4 separate regions of the Sus scrofa genome follow, and all the other regions are linked to region 3. A link is a contact called in public Hi-C and HiChIP or PLAC-seq data. All regions are on one chromosome and are shown on one strand. The core of a region is the stretch at or near the end of the contact, and the rest is flanking DNA. Distances in the headings are between cores, read along the strand shown.

Region 1 (2,912 bases), core at 165-2,664, 510 kb before region 3:
TGTTGATAGACATTTAGATTGTTGCCAGTGTTTGTCCATTATAGATAAAGCTCTTATAAATATTCTTGAACATCTTTTAGTGGACATAGGTACTCATTATCCTGTGTGTGTGTATATACACACACCTATATACATATATATATACACACACACACACCTATGTATATACATAGACATACATATTTATTATATATATTCTACATGTGTGTGTATATACACCTAGAAGTGGAACTTCCAGGTAATCAAGTAAGCAGATATTTAGCTTTCTTAGATATTGCCAAAAATTTTCCAAACTTGTTATATATTCCCTTCCACTAGCAGGGTCTAAAGTCCTAGTTCCTCTATATCCTTAGCATTACTTGGTATTGTCAGTCCTTTTAATTTTAAAAATTTTAGCCATCCTGGCAGATGTGTAGTAGTCTCTCACTGTAGCTTGAATTCTACTTTCCCTGCTGATTAATGAGGTCAAACACCTTTACATATTCCAATTGTCTATTTGAATTTTGACCTTTGATTGATTTAAAGCAGAAGATTGACCCAATGAGTAGCTTTTAAAAGGTCTCTCTCAGAGTTTTCCGGTGGTTCAGCAGGTTAAGGATCCAGCATAGTCACTGCTGTGGCTCTGATTACAGTTGTGGCACAGGTTTGATCCCTGGCCTGGGAACTCCCACATGTTGTGCGCGAGGCCAAAAAAAAAAAAAAAAAAAAAAAAAGAAAAGTCTCTCTGGGTGCGCTGTAGAGGACTCTAGGGAGCATATTAGAGGCAGAGAGAACATTTAGAAGATGGCTACAACAGTCCAGGCAGGAAACATAGGTAGCTTAGATTAGTAGGGGCAAAGGAGTTGAGAGAAGCAAGAAGACTGAAGATACATTTTGGAGGAGGCCTGATGAATGTGCCCATAGTCTGGACATGGGAGGGAAAAGGAGGAATCCAAGATGATCTGAACAGCTGATGGGATGGTAGTGTCCTTTCCACAGAGGGGAAATCCATGGTAGGAGCTGGTTCCGTGAGTGTTAGAAGGAAAATTATAGGAGATGAAAGAAGAGACCGAATCACACCATAGCAAACTGCCACCCCCCGAGTAAAAAAATTCTGGTCACAAACAGTGCTCAAAGAATCATTCTGGGCACTGAGAATTGTGGTGGAGTTGAATTTGCTCTCTTGCCTTGCAAATGAGCTCTAAAGCACTAGGCTGTGCGTGTGAGTTTGCCAGCAAAACTTACATAACTTCATTCATTGCTAATGTCATTGGGGTTTTATTTTTCCTTCCAAGAATAAGTATGTCTCCACAAGATGAAATGAAAAATCCAGAAATTTAAAATTAGATTAGTTTGGAAATTACTGGCATTTTTCTTCTCGTGTAAGGTCACTCTGCCCTTGCAGGTCAGTGCTGGGGAAGTGACACATTTCTTTCCGGCCCACACTTCTGCTTATTTTCATGCAATAAAAAGCAAGTCCTTAACATTTCAAATGCTTCTTGCATGTGGCAAATATTTTTATTGTCGTTTAAACCTTTAATTTTAAGTTACGTTATGTAAAAGGTAGAGTGCCAGACCACTAGTTTACCAGGCCATTTCTATGTGGAAAATTCTGTACTTGCAGAAAGAATAAGCTGACTTCCCAAGTCTCTCACTGGGTTAGGCTTCCTGCTGCTTTGATTTGTGGACTACTCTACAGTTCCTAAGCCGGCGACAATACTACATAAAAGAAGGGCCTCACAGTAATGACAGCTTATTATAGATAGTCCCTGTCCTAAACACCAACCCTGTGAGGCATGCACTATTATTATCTCCATTTAACATGCGAGAAAACGGAATTCAGTCACTTGCCCAGGATTGCCTGGCTGGTAAGCAACAAGGCCAAAATCAGAACCCAGGTTTTTGTGAGTCTGACCCTGAATCTTTTAACGGTTCCCAAGCTAGGCCAGTGTGGAGTGGAAGTGAAGTGCTTTTCTGCCAGAGCCAGCCTTCCTGGGTTCACATCACAGCCCTATACTGGCTGTGTGGCCCTGATGGGCAGTCTCCTCTGCGTACCTAACTCACTGGGTATAGTGAACATGTACAGTTAACTATTTTATTACAACACATAAAACTGTGCCTAGATTATGCTATGAGAGTGTTAGCTATTACCTTAAAAATAGCTTTATTGACATATAATTCATGTACTACAATTCAGACATTTAAAGTACAATTCAATGGTTTGCAGTATACTTGGAGAGTTGCACAATCACTGATTTTAGAGAATTTCTATATCCCTCAAGAGAAAGCCAGTACTCATTACCAGTCACTACCACTGCCCCATCTCCAGCCATAGGCAATCATTTGTTTACTTTCTGTACTTATAGATTTATAAGAATCTATTGAGGAGTTCCCATTGTGGCTCAGTGGGTTAAGAACCCAACTAGTATCCATGAGGATTCAGGTTTGATCCCTGGCCTCACTCAGTGGGTTAAGGATCTAGCATTGCTATAAGCTGTGGTGTAGGTTGCAGATGTGGCTCAGATCTGGCTCAGATCTGGCGTTGCTGTGGCTGTGGTGTAGGCAGGCAGCTGCAGCTCTGGTTTGGCCCCTAGCCTGGGAACATCCATATGCTGCAGGTGTGGCCCTAAAAAAAAAAAAACTAAAAGGAAAGAAAATAAAAAAGAATCTCTTGAATATACATCACCTATTCTGGACATCTCATGCACATAGAATTTTGTAATATGTGACCTTTTGTCTCTGGCTTCTTTGACTTAGCATAATGTTTTGAGATTCATAAATGTGGTAGCATATATTAATACTTTATTTCCTTTTATTGCCAAATAATTTTGTGTTGTATGGCTATACTGTGTTTTATTTATCCATCCCTCAGTTGATGGACATTTGGGTTGTTTCCACTTTTGGCTACACTATGAACAATGATGTTTTGGATA
Region 2 (3,289 bases), core at 404-2,903, 370 kb before region 3:
CTGCAGTGACAATGCAGGATCCTTAACCTGCTGTGCCAAAAGAAAACTCCAAAGTAAAGTATTTTCAATGTTAAAAAAAAAAAAAAAGAAAAGAAAAAAAGAAAAAGAAAGGAAAAAAGGAGTTCGCTGGTTGCCTAGCAGTTGAGGATTCATCATTGTCACTGCTGTGGTATGGGTTTAATCCCTTGCCTGGAAAATTCTTCATGCCTTGGGTGCAGCCAAAGAAAGAAAGAAAGAAAGAAATTTTGTCATTTACAACCACATGGATGGACTTGGAGGGCATTATGCTAGGTGAAATGAGTTAGAGAAAGACAAATACTGTGTGATATCACTTATATGTGATAATTTAAAAAATAAAACAAATTAGTGAATGTAAGAAAAAAAGAAACAGACTCACAGATATAGAGAACAAACTAGTGGTTACCAGTGGGGAGGGGTAAGGAGGAGGGGTGGGAAAGGGGTGGGGGAATAAGAGGTACAAACTATTAAGTATAAAATAAATGACAAGGATATATTGCACAACACAGGGAATATAGCCAATATTTAATTACAATTATAAATGGAGTATAACCTTAAAAAATTATGAATCATTATATTGTATACCTATACCCTACCCAATATTATACATCAACTATACCTCAATTTTTAAAAAAAGACAAAGAGCTGTAAGACAGTCAGGGCAAGATGTGGCATCACTAAGGGATTGTCTCCCCAAGATTGTCACTTTTTTGCCAACTTGTCGCCCCTCTTGATATCAGATTGAACAAAAATTTTACCCGAAGGATGGTAAACCATTCTAGCAAAGGAGTAAATGGTTTTAGTTTAAAATTAATATAAATTGGAGAGTTCCCATGGTGGTGAAGCAGTAACGACTTCGACTAGTATCCATGAGTAGTATGTGGGTTCGCTCCCTGGCCTTCCTCAATGGGTTAAAGATCCAGCCTTGCCATGAGCTGTGGTGTAGGTCACAGACACGGCTTGTATCTGGTGTTGCTGTGGCTGTGGTATAGGCCAGCAGCTGCAGCCCCAATTTGACCCCTAGTCTGGGAACTTCTATATGCCACAGGTACAGCCCCAAAAAGACCCAAAAAAATTGAAAATTAAAAAAAAAATAAAACAAATATAAATTGGGAGCTAGACTTCTCACTAATTTGTGACTAGTGGCCGGCAGCCCACACTTCCTTCCTTCCCTTCTCCTCTCCTTTTTGTCCTCCCTCCTCCCTCCTTTATGGTGATTAACAGGTTTTAGTGCTTTAAGTAAAAAATGACACCTTTTTGCCCTCTCTGTCCTCTAACGTGGTCTAAGTGCGTCCCCTGCCCAGTGTGACTGAATGGTAACATGACAGTTCCAGGTCTGCCTCCAGGAGATAAGCCTCATCACTTTGTAGTCAGAGCGAGTTGTTTCAGGGGATTATCAACTTCCAGGTTGGGAGTCAGGCAGGCAGGTAAGTGACCCGCAGGAATGCAAGTGGGTGACACGTCAAGCTCAAGGGGAGTTTCCCAGTAAGCTAGCTTCTACTGTGGGAAAGCCCTCCCTTCTAGAAGGACAGGCAGGCTCGCAGTGGGATCAGGTGCTTTGCAGTCTTCTTGGGACCAGGTGTCCAACCACATGTGTGAAATTTCCTGGGAAGTTTCCCAGCAGATTCCTGAGGCGAGCAGGGTAGGACCAAAACAACCCAACTAAAGTCACAGCTGCTGGTCCCTCGAGTCCCTGCACACTCTCTTAAGGGTCCCAGATTTCCATGACTTCAGAGCTGCTGCAGCACAGCCTTCCTGACCCCCCAGGAGCTGTCTTCAGCCCTGGATCATTGAAAAAGAACTAGAAGATGCTGAATTCAGATTTATACTCTGAACAGTCAGCAGAGCTAAGTTCTGAACTATTCTGTTTGTTTTTCTTCCTGTTTGTATTTTGTTTGTTTGGGGTAGGATCATTCTTTATAGGCTGGTCTGTTTTCAATGGTTAACTTATGAATAAACATAATAAATAAACATTCTCACTGGGGGTCTTAGCACATCAGACTCATGATTCAAAAACTCTGAGCCTTAGGAACTAATGACAAGTGCCACATGTCACCTTGTAAAAGTGCTCACATCCCTGGGTCTGTCATGAACACCCTCACGCTCTGGAATAGCAGACTTTCCTCCCAGCACACCAGATCCGGGGTTCCAGCCTCATCAGTGTTTCTTTCTTCACCCTGAGAAGGAGTTGCTCTGACATGGTTTTCTGCTCAAAACATGCAGCCCAGAGGAGGGATGGGTGGACGTGATCCCACTTTATGGTTTTTCCAGTGATCACACTCTTCCTGTGCTCAGACCAGCAAGTCCCTCTGTGCTTTTTGGAAATATGTCTGTCTCAGTTGGAGATAATAATAGAAAGCCACCAACAGTGGGAACCCTAGCCAGGCAGCTGGCTTGTTTGTCGACATAACTCGTGGACTCGGGCTGAGTTGAGATGAGTTTTGTAGGTCAAGAGAGTCACTATGTTTATCTGTCATTAGGGTGCTGACTTAACACTGCATTTTTCTAGTGTTCCTTTTTCGCCTTCTCCCCAAAGGTAGCACCAGCTGTCGGAGTGTTTAAAAAGTACCACACATAGGTTACCAAAGGGATTGTTACATTTTTTTGCATCATTTAAAAAATTGAACAGAATTACAAAAAGGCAAGGCAATCTGTTGATCCTTGTAGAAACCACATAATAAGTACAGGAAAGTTATTTTACTATTTTCTATATTTTTATGTGTTTGAGAGCATTTAAATAAATTTTAAAAAGAGATTCTGACACCCATTTGAAATGACACAGAGACAATCCATATATGTGAATTCTTACTCAGGTACTACTTAGAACTGTCGTTAATGGAACACTTAGCCTTGGCTCTGAGGATCTTCTTTGCGCCAAGCCTTTTCATTCGTGATTTCCAAGCCTCATACCACCCTGCAAACAGAGGACAATTAGTCCAATGTATAAGTGAGACTCACAGAGACCAAATGATTAGCTCAAACCACTTGTCAAGTAACAAGAGTTATAACAGGAATGCAGATTTATCTTTGCTTAATAAGGAGAATTTTCCACAACTCCATGCAATCTTCAGTTTTGTGTGGGTGCAGAGTGTTCAATTCCCTAGCCCATTGATTACCAAGGTCAGAAGTGAGGCAGGGGAAAGCCACGTTTAGCTCCAGACAATTCTCTTTGGAAGAGAATTTAGGAATTCTTCAATTCTTGATTTGAGATTCTTGGATCCCCTCTGACAAAGGGGAGGGGGGCGGGGGAGAAGGAAACTTGTTCCTCCAA
Region 3 (2,918 bases), core at 135-2,634:
CCCTATATTCTTATTGTGATCTGGTGAATCTTAGAAGTGACAAATGAAATCAAGAGCTCCAGGTAGCATTTCCTCCTTGGTGAAGGGGTTTGTTTTGTTCCAGGTTTTTGTCTCCATGCTTCTCAGACAAAAGACTTATAAAAGATCCCCTTGAAATGGTGAAGCTCTACAAGCTCATTTTAATGATAGAAGTTATTTCATGCCTTGTTTAACTTTTAAAATTATTTTCAATATCTCCTTTTCCAGATTTCTTAGGTCTCAGAGAGAAAATTAAATGAAGTTCAATGGATTCAAGGCAAATCGAGCAGTCTGAAGTCACCTGGTAACGCAATGGTTCCCCACGAAGCAGGCAGCTGTCTCCCACATCACACCTCCTAGGCTGGTCAGTTCGGCATCACATTTGTTCTGCAGAGTAAAGCTCTGGCATAGGCTCTGGCTGCCTCAGGTCAGCTGAATATTCACAGCAGCCACCCTTTCCTGATGTCTTTCTGCCTTCCCAGCATATACCATGGCCTAAAAAATCCCTATCCCTATGTGAAGAAGCGGGTCTTTCTTTTAGGTCCTAACAGGAAGGAGCTGTACACTAAACAGTGACAACATGAATGGCATCCTGGTAGAAGGACTCTTCTTTTCCCTGTCTCCTCTAGCCACTGACCCAGACCTCCTGGAGGCCATACCATGATGCTTGAGTAGGAAAAAGAAAACTCAGGTCCATAACCCTAGACTTGGATGTTCAAATCATGGCAAACGAGGGGAGAAAAGACTGAGGGGACCAACAGGGGCAAATCCAGAATGTTGAGATCTCATTTATTTTCACCGTTTAGGGAACTTGTTGATTAGTATCCTTTTCCCTCTCTGATTTCAAAATAATAAGTAATTCTTAACTTTTAGGGAGGAAATCTGCAGCAGCAAGAGGAGTAAGATCACAGGATGAGTAAGGAAGAGGGTGCATGTGTTCTCTTCCTAGATCCTGTCCCCTGACACTCCCAGCTCTCCGAATACACACACACACACACACACACACACACACACACACACACACACAGTCAGTGTTTCATCCAGTGTAAAAATAGCTGTCCAGGTTCTGTCATTCATCCCTAAACAGTAATAAAGGGCGGGCCTCCCAGCAGTGCCTGCTGCCCTTTAGTAGCTTATTCTATCAGGTGACGCCTCACACCTCCCATTCCCCACCCCAAGTTGGCTGAATGTCCCCGGTGACCTTACACGTTTTTATTTTACTCAGCAGCTTGGTTTTTAAGCGGAAAATCCTCTGGCTTTCTGAGTTGAGTCGGCCGCACCGCGGCCTCCCCTCCTCCACACTCCAGGCAGCAGTGCCAGGAGAGCGTTTCCATCTGTGTTGGGAAAGAACGGCCTCTCTGTGCTGCCCAGCACGTCCAGCGTGAGGGCGCGGAGGCCGGAACACGCTCTTCCGCACGGGAACAGCTTTCCGAGGGCCTTGGAGGAGGCTCTGGCCTTGCCTAACGAGGGCCAGGCGCCACCCCCCCGTGGGCCCCGGCTCAGTCCTAGCAGGATCACCCCATCCCTACCCGGGGCACTGATTTCCCCCCCACCCCGGCGCGGAAGGAGTGCCTGCGGTCCCGCTGCTAGGGTTTGCGCATGCGCGAAGGGTCGCGTTCCTCCAGGCTCCTCACGCGGTTGGTCGCCTGCGGCCTCAGAGGGGCGGGGGTGCCCGCAAAGAGCCCAGCACGGTTGGTCCCCGCTGTCCGTCCAGGATCCTGGCAGCGTGTTGAGGACACTGCAGCATTGGAAGAGAGCCAAAGAATGCTAAAGGTTCCTTAGAGGACGTTTGCTCCATGCCTCCATTTTACAGATGAGGCCATTGAGTTCCCAGGAGGTGTTGGGAAACACCTAAAGCTGCATTTCTGGGCTCTACCAGCTGGAACCAAACCTGGCTCTTAGTGGCATGATTTAGGCACTTTTTCAGTGAGCATTTATCAGGTGCCTGGATGTACACTGTGTACTAAATATATGTATGGTATGGGAGATAACCACAAATACATCAGAAGCATTGTAACTGTGGCCACTCCAGAATTGGGCTTACAGTGACACAGACCTGGGTTTGATTTGATGATTTGCAGGAACCCGCTACTGGCTGGATGGACTTCTGAAGCAATTAACCTCTCTAAGTCCCAGTTTCCTCGTCTGTAAAGCGGTAATTTAAAAAAGAAAAAGAAAAAAAAAAAAATAGGACATACTTGCTAGGGTCCCAGGACTTAGATAAAGTGCACATGGCTTAAAACAAAATCTGCACCTGGAAGTCTCTCAAACAAATATTCATGCAATGCTTTGAGAAGTCAAAAGCGCTGGGCGCACAGGCGTTCACGAGACAATCACGTACTCATTTCCAGACAGATGTTGGGCAGCACTAGAGCGAAGGTACTTTACCGCGCTCAGGGACATTCACACAGGGTTACATGACCTGGCAAGACAGGGAAAGGCGGAAATGGCCTCTGTTTATCTTTCCTCCTGCTGCCGGTCCTTCCCCCTCCCTCCCCTCAGAACTCTCACTGTGACTCATGGTGGCTGCAGAGATATGTCTGGGCCTCTTATCAGGGTAAAATGTGTTCTGCGAGGTGGTGCAGTTTATGTTTGAAGTTCTGCTTTATCACATGGGCCTCTCTCCTCTTTTCCTAGGCGGGACAAGCCCAAGAAGGAGCAATTGGGTTAAGCGGATAAGAAGGAATAATGGTTAAACGCCTAAGGTGTCAGATTGGAGTAGTCTGGAATCATAGATATTGAAGACCATCTGGTACAATGATGGCCCCTCCTGTTAAGGAAGAAGGGGTAAAAAAAAAAAAAAAAGCTGTGAAAGGTAACTTTTAGATTCAAGTTAGATCCCTGGTTTTCTGTGCCCCATAATTTATTCACCCATTCATACACACTGCTTTGGGGGCAGG
Region 4 (3,086 bases), core at 287-2,786, 470 kb before region 3:
AGTAAAGCGCCCAAGGGTGAATTTTAAGGAGGCATTCACTGTTAGCGTCATACACCTATGGATCCTACACTTGCATGCCCCTGAGACTGAGTGCCTCCTTAAATTTTGTACCTTAGGCACCTCATTTGGCCTCACCCTAGTCTCCACCAAGATTGGATGTCTTTAACAGGCAATGCCTATTTTTATGAGGAAATCCCAAATAATCCTTTATAAAAAACAATCAGCTAAATCAACTGAATTACCTAATTTTTCAGTGGTGGTTCAGCATCATAAAGATAGACACATTTATTTATAAATAATGCCACATAAAGTTTAATTTCAATTTGGGGTATGTATCTTGGAGTCTGGTGACATCAGTTCCCTTCTGAGTTGAAAAATAACTATAGCACTGATTGTCTCAGCCCTGTGCACCCACATGAAAACAGAAATGTGATCTGGTGAGAGAAGAATTTAATTAGGTGAGTCAATGGGTGTCAGATAGCGTGGTGGCGGCAGAATCCAGGACTGAGGTCCTCCTGTAGCTACAAAAGTAGTCAAGTATCGGTTACTCGAATTAAAAGTGGAAACTAGTAGGTGTTTGTAAAAATATGTGTCGAGCTTGGCTATTCCTGTTTTCCCAAAGCATTTTAGGACACATATACGCTGCGGTCTCCCAGAAATAGAAGTGTGGGTAACTTAACCCAAAGTTGTGGTTCCTGTGTGCAGCCCGTGTGGGATGGTGCGTCAGCAGAATGAATGGTGGAGCGCCTGAGTGGCCTGACATTCGTTCAGCAGCTTCTAAGAGTGCCTTCGTTAGGGTGGGCAGGGAGGTAGGGGTGCTGGCCAGGCCGACTAAGGGAAGTCGCACATAGCTTTGGTTGAACAGAGCCCCGAGGCCCTGACTAAATCTTAGATGGATGTGTTTCACTCTATATTTCCTGGCTCTGGCTTTTGATTTCATAGGTGTAGTACTGATGGCAACAGCTGATGGCTTGTAGCAGGAAGGCAGCCTCAACCAAGTGAACTATAAAAGGGTCCTCTGGCCACACCCACCCTCCTGCTACAGAGGTGGCCTTAGATTACCTGTCATCTTGGTGTGGCTTGTGAGCACCCCAGGACTGATCAGGCAAATATTTAACCGGTAGCTGCTAAAAATAATATCCTGTCTTTCCTGCTTATGTAGGCAAGACACTTTGACTTCGCTCTGGGTGTTGGTCTCAGATTTACAGAGGCAGAATTGGAGGTCCTCTATCTTACTGCAGGAGGGGATGTTTCAGCTCTTGTGAACCAGGAATTGAGTAACTGTTGTCTTGAGGCGACTTCCCCCTTTCCTTTTCTGACAGTCTCGAAAAGTAGCACTCAGCAGCCACTGGTGAACCCAGCCTAGATTAAATCAACACCCAAATGTGTCAGAGGATTTGGAGGGAGCCCAGAAGGCGTTTGCTAGCCAGGATGATTGAGAACCTGCACCTGGTGCCAGAGTGCAGCACAGCCCTGCCAGCGCACATGGGCAGGTCTGCGGCCCCCGCCTGCCGGCGTCTGTGTTCCTGCTACAGGGAGGGTCCAGCTGGCTCTGCAAAGTCACACTCCTTCTAACGCAAAGCTTGGGTGTTTTGATGAGATGAGTCCAGAAGTATGCAAGGAAGAAATGACATGGTGTCTGGGATTTGTTTTTAAAATATTTAAATTTAAGAACTTCAGCAAAGAATAAAGAAGAAAAATAATAAAAAGGCCTTGACAGAGCAAATGTGGCAAAATCCTGATCATTGTTGCATCTGGATTTGGCATAAATAGGGATTTATGATTCTCTTCTTTCTGATTTTGTATATTTGAGCAGTTTCATAACTAAAAATCTGTTTCAAAGATTAAATCAATTATTAAAAAGATTATAAACCTCACAGAAATTCGATATAGTCTTTGCATAGTGCTCATTTCTTTTGGTGACAGCAAGCAATAAGGGGCTGGAACTGTGTGGAATTTGATCTGGAATGGTCTTCCTACCCAGTTTCATCCATCTCCTGCTTGGACTCAGGACCCTTATTTTTGTGAAAAGATGGCAGGACTGAGGCTCAAGAAATTTGGGTGCAAGTTTGGTCTGTTCATTAACAGTGAGACCTTGGACAAGTCACTTGCCTGTCCCTGAGTTGCCTTCCTTCCTCTGTGAACTGGGGAGGATCCAGTAATAACACCTCGCAGGTTATTGGAAGAGCATATGAAATAAGGTAACTGGGAAGCTTAAGAAAGTGTTATAAACAGTAGCAGCATGACCTTGAGCCTGGTGGCCAAGCACTCTGGCCGGGAGAAGTTATATCAGCATTCCTATGGCTGTGTGATAACCACCCTATAGGTGTGTTAATATTCCAGCTGCACCCCCCCCCCCAACTCCCAGTCTACTGAATTGGGATTTTCAGAGATGGGGCCTAGGAAAGTAATGCAACAATGCAGGTGATTCTGCATTGCACCCTGGATGGGGTGGGGCTGGGGGACTGAACTACTTAACAGTAGAGGGTCTTTCTGCTCTGATGCAGAAATGGCTGTTTAGGGGGCTGGGGGTCTTTTGTGCCAAGCTATCTTGATGGTTAGGTGCAGATCATTGTGGTAAATTTCGTGGCAAAAAACCAGTTGGGGAACCAGAATAAACGAGGAAAAGGGAGTCTGAACTGGTCCGGTGATCTGAGGCCTTTAACATCAGAGGTAAACACACAGATTAAGACTGAAGAGTGGTGAGAAAAACAATGTTAAGAAAAAAAAGAGAGAGAGAGTGAAGATTGGCATCAACAGCTGTTCTGCTCATACAGCTGTCATACAAAAAGGCCCAGTGAGAGGGCCTCACCAAGCCACCTACAAGAGCCCATAGTGGGATAGTGGGATAGTAAGCAGTCACCTGTGAGAGCACCGATGGTTTCTGCTGTCTAGAGGACCCCTGGGGTGGCTGGTCCAGACAGCAGGGCCACCTGTGGGAGGGTGACCTTGAAACATCCACCCCCTCCCTTGGGATCAACACTGAGCACGTTCGTTCCTAAGCCTCTTTCCCTACACTCTGAGTTCTCTCAGGATTCTTGTTTGTCTCCTCTGAAAAGCAAGCCAATTCAGTATTTGTTGACTGT

Evidence for each region. A called contact is a pair of places that touch in the nucleus more often than the background predicts. HiChIP or PLAC-seq counts read pairs in DNA pulled down with a chosen protein or histone mark.
Region 1: a contact with region 3 is called in an H3K27ac HiChIP or PLAC-seq map of skeletal muscle, with 3 times the contacts expected there. The contact joins two enhancer-like sites. A contact is called at or near these places in 2 of 47 Hi-C or Micro-C datasets (retroperitoneal adipose tissue and subcutaneous adipose tissue) and 2 of 2 datasets of contacts at active chromatin or transcription factors (alveolar macrophages and skeletal muscle).
Region 2: a Hi-C map of skeletal muscle shows a contact between it and region 3, with 2.6 times the contacts expected there. The contact joins two enhancer-like sites. A contact is called at or near these places in 2 of 47 Hi-C or Micro-C datasets (retroperitoneal adipose tissue and skeletal muscle) and 1 of 2 datasets of contacts at active chromatin or transcription factors (skeletal muscle).
Region 4: a contact with region 3 is called in an H3K27ac HiChIP or PLAC-seq map of skeletal muscle. The contact joins two enhancer-like sites. A contact is called at or near these places in 1 of 47 Hi-C or Micro-C datasets (skeletal muscle) and 1 of 2 datasets of contacts at active chromatin or transcription factors (skeletal muscle).

Annotation. Positions count from the first base shown.
Region 1 is chr13:96,421,722-96,424,633 of Sscrofa11.1, forward strand. No RefSeq gene overlaps it. Among named protein-coding and RNA genes, the nearest start is that of SSR3, 33 kb to the left of the region's middle. Within about 2 kb of position 1,415, at least 11 of the 83 cell types and tissues checked have an H3K27ac peak or open chromatin away from gene starts, as enhancers often do. A contact at or near this core is called in retroperitoneal adipose tissue and skeletal muscle, where this site is marked.
Region 2 is chr13:96,554,973-96,558,261 of Sscrofa11.1, forward strand. No RefSeq gene overlaps it. Among named protein-coding and RNA genes, the nearest start is that of TIPARP, 60 kb to the left of the region's middle. Within about 2 kb of position 1,654, at least 2 of the 83 cell types and tissues checked have an H3K27ac peak or open chromatin away from gene starts, as enhancers often do. A contact at or near this core is called in skeletal muscle, where this site is marked.
Region 3 is chr13:96,927,432-96,930,349 of Sscrofa11.1, forward strand. No RefSeq gene overlaps it. Among named protein-coding and RNA genes, the nearest start is that of CCNL1, 76 kb to the right of the region's middle. Within about 2 kb of position 1,385, at least 46 of the 83 cell types and tissues checked have an H3K27ac peak or open chromatin away from gene starts, as enhancers often do. A contact at or near this core is called in retroperitoneal adipose tissue and skeletal muscle, where this site is marked.
Region 4 is chr13:96,458,760-96,461,845 of Sscrofa11.1, forward strand. No RefSeq gene overlaps it. Among named protein-coding and RNA genes, the nearest start is that of TIPARP, 36 kb to the right of the region's middle. Within about 2 kb of position 1,537, at least 23 of the 83 cell types and tissues checked have an H3K27ac peak or open chromatin away from gene starts, as enhancers often do. A contact at or near this core is called in skeletal muscle, where this site is marked.